Linked DNA regions of Sus scrofa: region 2 is linked to region 1. A link is a contact called in public HiChIP or PLAC-seq data. All regions are on one chromosome and are shown on one strand. Each heading gives the region's core, a stretch centred on a gene start, on an enhancer-like site or on the middle of the called end of the contact. The rest is flanking DNA. Distances are from core to core; before and after follow the strand shown.

Region 1 (3,702 bases), core at 993-3,492:
CAGCCTGCGCGGGGCTTTGCTTCTTGCCAAGATGATTGGCCTCCTGCTTCCTATAGCACGAGATGCACCCCCAAATTAAAACTAAATAAATCACTGTAATAACAGTGCGAAGTGCATCATTGCTGGCATGTGGCAGCTCAGTGGGGGCAGAGACAAGGAAGGGAAGGCAGCAGATTAACCCTTGGAGGCCCCCGTGTCTGTGGAGAGCTGGAGCGGGAGGCAAGAAGAAGTCAGGGACTTCCTCTAAGGCAGGCGGAGCGAGATGGGAAGCTTGGGGAGTCAGCAGCCATGGTGGCCCATCCAGCTGGCCAGAGAATTTCTGGGCTTGGAAGATGCTGCCTGCATCTTCAAGGCCTCTTCTCTAGGCCCCCCAGCTAAGTGGTCCTGAGCATGGTGGGCTGTGGCTCCTGACCCACAGCTTGTCTCAAGCCTTCTGAGAAAAGGAGGCTAATGTCAAGGCCAGGGCTCAGAGGGGGTGTCCCTCACAGCTGGGAAGCTCAGAAACCTCTGGTTTCTCACCCCGGCCCCCACAGGCATACAGTCAAAGTCTTCCCTCTCCCCTCCTCCTCCTCCCTCCTGGGAAGATGGCATTTGTTCCCGGTGACACACTTTCTCAGCTCGAGGGTGGAGGGAGGGGAAAGGGGACATGTGGGAAGCAGGGTAGGTGTGTGTGGGGGCGTGAGGGCGGGGAAAGTCACTCACGCTGCACTTCCCTCCTCCTCCAGCCCCTCTCATGACACTTCTCCGGGGGCAGCCCTCCTCCAGGAAGATGTTTGAGTGGCCCTCCTTATCCTGGGCTCCAGGCCTGCCCCGAGGTCCGTGGGTCCAGGAGGGTGGCTAAAGGAAGCTGAGTCTGTCATGCATCATCGTCTTCTTTCCAGGTCCGAGTCCATTGCTTTGAGGTCACCCAGGGCTCAAAGACCACGCAGCAGCCCCTAAATCTCAGCCTGAGCAGGGAGGGGTGGCCGGAGGGGAGCTCCAGGCCATTGTGTTCCAGCTTGCTCTGATTGGTCCCATCTATGCCTCTTGGGCATCAGCAGAGGCCTTGGAGGGTCACTAGTATCCTCAGACTGGTCCATGCCCAGACAGATAGGACTGGCTCTGGGGGTGTCCCTAGCATGGGGGTTGAGGGTGAGGTTGCAGCGCTTCTGGATCCCATGCTTTACATTTAGTCCTGGATTAGTCCAGATCCCTGTGGCATAGCCAGTGCGATCAGTGTAAGGTGAGGGCGAGTGAAAGGGTCCCAGCTTGGTTAGGGACTGGCCTAGGCAGGGGGTCACATAACTGAGGAGTGGCACGTGAGGGATGGGATGAGGCCTCAGAACTTCTGATTTTCTGGCCAGTGCTTTGTTCCCTATGTCGCAGAGCTTCTGTTTGGCAGAAGCCCTTTGGAAATCACTTTTCTGTGTGTCTGTATGTCTGTGCCTTGGAAGTTTCTATTTGTATTATCAGAAAGAAACTTTTCTTCCATTTCTTTTTCTTTTTTTTTTTTTTTTTAGTTTGTATAATGATTTTTATTTTTTTCCGTTATACTTGGTTTGCAGTGTTCTGTCAACTTTCTGCTGTACAGCATGGTGACCCAGTTACACATACATGTATACATTCTTTTCTCTCACATTATCAGGCTCCATCACAAGTGACCAGATGTAGTTCCCAGTGCTGCACAGCAGGATCTCATTGCTAATCCAGTCCAAATCTAATAGTTTACATCTATTAGCCCCAAGCTTCCAATAAATCCATCCCACTCCCTCCCCCTCCCCTATTTTTAATTTTTTTTTCTTTTTTTAGGGCCACACCTTCAGCATATGGAATTTTCCAGGTTAGGGGTCGAATTGGAGCTGTATCTGCCGGCCGTACACCACAACTACAGCAACAGCAATGTGGGGTCCAAGCCACATCTACGACCTTCACCACAGCTCACAGCAACGCCGGATCCCCGACCCACTGAGCGAGGCCAGGGATGGAACCTGCATCATGAATGCTAGTCAGGTTGCTTTCCTCTGAGCCACAAAGGGAACTCCTTTTTTTTTTTTTTTCTTTTCCTTTTATTTTGAATGTTAGTCTCAAGTTGTGAAGAACAGGTCCTGGGAAGCAGTCAGAAGTCAGAATTCTAGGAGGTGGAGTCATTTCTGCTGCCTCCCAAAGTGGCTTGTGTCTGGAGTGGGTTGAGAATGGTCTCAGCCTTGATCTCCTTACTGCCCTTGGGGTTGTGGGTGCAGTGCTGGTCCCGACCAGCAGATGGCGCCTGAGCTTGAGAGTCAGGGAGGGGTGTTGAAGTCATGGCCCTTCCTTACAGGGGGACACCCTGACGGCTAGATGAGACTCAGGTTCTTTCTACCCCTGGACAAGGTCCATGCTGTGGAGGGAGCCTGGGATGACACCTCCGCACCCTGAATGGATGCAAGCCATTGCAACAAGCCTAGGCCATGAGGCTTGGCCCACCCTGGTCCCCAGCTCTTGGCTCAGTGCTGGAGGACCTGGCAGGGTTCTTCACATTGACCACCAGGCCATTGCTACACCTTCCCTGTTTGGAGTAGGTGTCCTCTGAGGCCCCCTGCAGGTGCACGTCTGTGGTTCAACACCTTTTCCTTCGTTTTTCCATTTCTTTTCTTTGTTGTCTAAGCAGCTGGTGTTTAGTGAAAGAGGCACAGAGCTGGAAGCTGTGGCTGCAACCAAAATGGGTGAGAGAGAGAGGTTATATTTGGGTGGATGGAAGCTTTCTGAAGCAGGTGGCATCTGGCCCAGGCTCTCAAAGATGGGTGGGATTAGAAGAGGTGGAGGTTGGAGGAGGGAATTACAGATCAATGAGATGGGACAACAACGATGCAGGCCCTGGAAAGCCTAAAGCACAGAGGGTACATGGTGGATAGTCTTGTTGACCATTCAGGGTTCAAGCTGGTGAATAGTGGAGCTGGGTTTGCAATGTTGGGGCAGAGGCATATTATGAAGAGCCTTTTGAATGTTCTTAACGTGAATCTAAGGCAGAGGAGGACTTGGAGAGGGACCTGAGAGAAGACGGCTGGAGTGGGGCTGGATTTTCCTAGTGACATGGGAAAGGAGGTCACCTTTACAGGCAGGGAAGGTGGAGGCGGGAGGTTCGAGGTGGGTGGAGAGCTCGGGAGTAGGGGGACTGAGGAAGAGGTGGTAGAACCGCCAGCTGCACCAGGATAGTTCTCTTTGGTCATGGACACACACACATCCCTACTCACTGCCTCCACCCACACATACAGACATGTCCAGTCTCCTTCCTGTATATTTCAGTGAATGTTCCAGTTTTGTGTATTGTCCTGGAACATAATTGTATCAGACAACATTCTTTCCAACTCTGAAATTGTGTGAAAAACCAACTGAAAGAAATGAAGTCAGGGGCCGGAGTGGAGCCCTGAAACCTTTGTAGGGACTTCGCTTGTGGAGCTCCCTTGGGGTGGGGACCTAGACGTGACCTTGTTTTGTAACTCCCCCTAGCACCCAGGGACAAATGCTCGGTGTTCTGATGGACCATCTGACTGAGTGACCATGAGATTGCAGACGAGAACCATTGTGATCCGGGTGGGAGAAGGCTTTGTTGTTTCACATGGACCTGCACGTGCAGGTGGCAGGGTGATGTTTAAAGTGTAAGCAAAAGTTCAGTAAAGAGACAGAGAAGCTCTTCTCCCAAGAACATCATTCATTTTTCAAGCTTGGTGGGGGTGGCAGAAAAGC
Region 2 (3,800 bases), core at 83-2,582, 120 kb after region 1:
GGGGGTGTTCTATACATTAGCTCATTGCTCAAAGTCTTTGGTATGCTGATTGGGATCTGATCCATGCAGGCACAGCTTGGAGGCAAGTCCTCCAGTTAGATGGCATCACTTTCCTAAACTCCTCCCTCTCCAAGATCTTTATTTTCTGGACTTTTGGGGATTTTCTGTTCTCCAGTTAGAAATCTAGGATTTTATTTACCCAGTTTTGCCACTCACGTTCACAAGCGTGCCCGTGTCAAGTCCAAGGAGTAGAAAGAGAGCAAAAATCAATGGAGGTTCACTCCATTCTTTTGAGACCATAGTTCCACAAATCATAGAGGACTGACTTTTGGTTCCTGTGGGATTCTCTTGCTACCAGAGGATTGTTTAGGAGCTAGAGTGTGAGGGAATGGAGGGAAAAAAGAAAAAATATAGGGTTTTTCTGCCCTTTTTCTGAGCATCTTGAGTTCCCTTTCTTGATCCCCAAGCCAGAGCTAGAGGCTTTTCCCAGAACTTACTCTCTGTGCTCCAATGCCCCTTCTGGGTTTTGGGCTGCACTGAGTTCAGACTGTGGATACTGGATGGAAAAAAGGGTAAATACACTATTTACTTTAGAGAGTTCTCAAATAGCTGCTTCATGTGTTCTGTCCAAGATTTACAGCTTCATTCAATGGGAGAAGCAGGGTAAAATGCACTTACTCCCTCTTACCTGGAACTGGACTCCAGCATTCTCCTCCAGATTTAATAATACTTACCATTTCTACACCCTGTGCTAAACACCCTACATCGCTTGTTTGGGACAGCCTTCTTTTAAAGGAAAAGTATTCTCTCATGGAACTTTAGAGTTGATTTACTTTTATCGTTTTGCTCCTTAAATATGTACTGACACACAATTAGGTCTCAGCTTCTTGTGCTTACAGTGTTTAAAGAACAATAATACAAAACGAGGAGTTCCCATTGTGGCTCAGCAGGAATGAACCCAACTAGTATCCATGAGGATGAGGGTTTGATCCTTGACCTTGCTCAGTGGATTGGGGATCCAGCGTTGCTGTGAGCTGTGGCGTAGGTCACAGCTACAGCTCCAATTAGACCCCTAGCCTGGGAACTTCCATTCGCCATGGGTGTGGCCCCCCCTGCCCCCTGCAAAAAAAAAAAAAAAAAAGACCAAAAAAATGAAATTTATAAATTAAATGCAGACAAAAGTGCAACATGAAACAGCTTAAGTCAACACCATTTATTTAATGTGACAAATGACGATGTTTGTTGAAACTAAATAGCTGTTGATACTGTGCATTGTAGTGGATGACTGTGGGGCAGGTTCCTCTGTCACATCACTGCTTCCTCGTGCTGGGGGATGACTCCATTGTCCCACTAATTTCTCTATGTAACCACTGTGCCACCCTGAAGCTTCCGCTTGTACAGTGATGTGGCAAAATCTGGCCCATTTTTAACTCAAAGCAGCATTTATATATTAAGTGTCTCTGCCTCTGTTTCTCTCTCTTTACCAGCCTATGGTCATTACACTAGTATTCATTGGTGCCAACACTTGTACAAGTGGCATGAAAAACTTTGATACTGAACTTTCCCAGCAGAACTTAGTTATGAGGTGGTCAACCGGGTAATCTGGAATATGTTGCCTTTTTTTTTTTTTTGCTTTTTAGGGCCACACACCCACGGCGTATGGAGGTTCCCAGGCTAGGGGTCCAATCAGAGCTGTAGCTGCCGCCCTACATCACAGCCATAGCAACACCAGATCCTAGCCTCGTCTGTGACCTACACCATAGCTCACAGCAATGCCGGATCCTTAACCCACTCTGCAAGGCCAGGGATCGAATCCGCAACCTCATGGTTCCTAATCAGGTTTGTTTCCCCTATGCCATGATGGGAACTCCCTGGAATATGTTAATGGTAGAATTTTATGCTTCTTATCCAATTGAGGACTCATACATTAAAAAATGTAGTTTTACTAAATTCTTTAGACTCAGAAAACATATTTGTTGGTCCCCATTTTAGAAGCATTGCAAGATTATTTAATTTAATTCTTTCAACAAAAATTATTATATCCACTTCACAATGAGGAAGCTGAGGCTAAGAGAGAGGTTAATCCACTTGGCCAAGGTCTCATAGCTAATACATGGCAAAGTCTGGGAACATTGAGAGAAGCTAAGTCTGTCTATCTCCAGAGCCTCCCCCCATAACTGTGACTCAGTCAAGTCTATGGTTTTTTCGAAGCAGGAAGAGCTATGTAGAACCATCCCGACTGCCTCGTACAGTCTTCCTTCACTCCTTGATCTAAGTCCTTGTTTTTTTTTTTTGGCTGTACCCACAGCACATGGAAGTTCCCCAAGCCAGGGACTGAATCCAAGCCACAGCTGCGACCTACACCACAGCTGCGGCAACCTTTAACCCACTGTGCCGGGCCAGGAGTTGAAACTGCACCTCTGCAGCCACCCAAGCTGCTGCAGTCAGATTCTTAACCCACTGCACCACAGCAGGGACTCTGATCTAAGTCCTTTATGTTCCCCTAAATGGAAGAAAGACTTTTTTTATTATGCCCTCAAGACAAGGAAAAATACAAGGCACCTAGAAATGTATTCATTTTATTACTTTGAAGTCGTTTTCTATCCTTGTTACTGCACAGAAGTGTATTTTCCTATAGGTGTGATCAGTGCACAGGCTGATGTTCCCTCTGAGAAGCCTCTGTCTCCTCAGACACAATTAATCACTCCCTTTCCTCTTCAACATATAGCAGCAATATGCTCACAGGCCAGATGCAGCACTTTATACATTGTGTCATGCTTGATTTCCCTCCCTCAGACCGTGAGCACCTTGGGGACAAGGAACTCATCTTCCTTGTGTGTGTACCATTGGAAGAGCACCAACACAGGTCAATACGCATTTGCCGAGTTGAATTATGTCATGGTCTCATGCATTAATGGGCCATATGTAAAAATAAAAGTGACCTCTTAATTGTCTCCCTGAATATTTTCCTCCCTTGGTCTTCTCCGTCACAGAAAAGGACATTGTATACACCCTACTTCAATCTTTTTTTTTTTTTGCTTTTTAGGGCCACAGGTGTGGCATATAGAAGTTCCCTGGCTCGGGGTTGAATCAGAGCTACAGCTGCTGGCCTGTGGCACCACCATAGCACCTCAGGATCTGAGCTGCATTGTGGCCTGCGGCTCATGGCAACGTGGATTCTTAACCCACTGAACAAAGGCCAGGGATCGAACCTGCATCCTCATGGCTACTAGTTGGGCTTGTTAACGCTGAGCCACAATGGGAACTTCCTACCCTACCCTATGGTTAAGATACCATAATCTAAATTTACACTCAGTGAACAATTCAAGCACAATCAACAGTCTTATCACACCCACACACAAAGATATCGTAATCTCTTGCCTGAACAACAGAAATACTTCTAAGTGGTCTCCCCACACCCACTCCAATCCACAGGGATCTCCAACCACCAGGTTTCCTCCTGTCATTTCTCCTTTTCTGTGTGTAACATTCTCTTCTTTCTTCAGCCTGGATTTCCTTTCTCCTTCTCTTCAGAGCATGTATGAATTATCTGTTGTGTGTAACAAATTACTTCAACACTTAATGATGTAAGATATATTTTATTATATCAGTTTCAGATCAGTCATCCTGGCGCATCTTAGCTCGGCCTGCTGCTTCTCATAGGCTACAATTAAAGATGTGGGCCAGAGCCGCAGTCACCTCAAGGCTCAACTGGGGAAGGATCTTCTTCCAAACTCAGCACATGGTTGCTGGCGGGATTCAGTTCCTGGACAGTTGTGGACCATGCTTTCTTACTAGCT

The links. HiChIP or PLAC-seq counts read pairs in DNA pulled down with a chosen protein or histone mark.
Region 2: an H3K27ac HiChIP or PLAC-seq map of alveolar macrophages shows a contact between it and region 1. The contact joins two enhancer-like sites. A contact is called at or near these places in 1 of 5 promoter capture datasets (liver), 12 of 47 Hi-C or Micro-C datasets (embryonic fibroblasts, epiblast stem cells, fetal heart ventricle and 6 more) and 1 of 2 datasets of contacts at active chromatin or transcription factors (alveolar macrophages).

The regions. Positions count from the first base shown.
Region 1 is chr7:100,836,394-100,840,095 of Sscrofa11.1, forward strand. The region is part of intron 3 of ADCK1; the gene reads left to right. Among named protein-coding and RNA genes, the nearest start is that of ADCK1, 61 kb to the left of the region's middle. Within about 2 kb of position 2,243, at least 3 of the 83 cell types and tissues checked have an H3K27ac peak or open chromatin away from gene starts, as enhancers often do. A contact at or near this core is called in alveolar macrophages, where this site is marked.
Region 2 is chr7:100,959,154-100,962,953 of Sscrofa11.1, forward strand. No RefSeq gene overlaps it. Among named protein-coding and RNA genes, the nearest start is that of NRXN3, 170 kb to the right of the region's middle. Within about 2 kb of position 1,333, at least 1 of the 83 cell types and tissues checked has an H3K27ac peak or open chromatin away from gene starts, as enhancers often do. A contact at or near this core is called in alveolar macrophages, where this site is marked.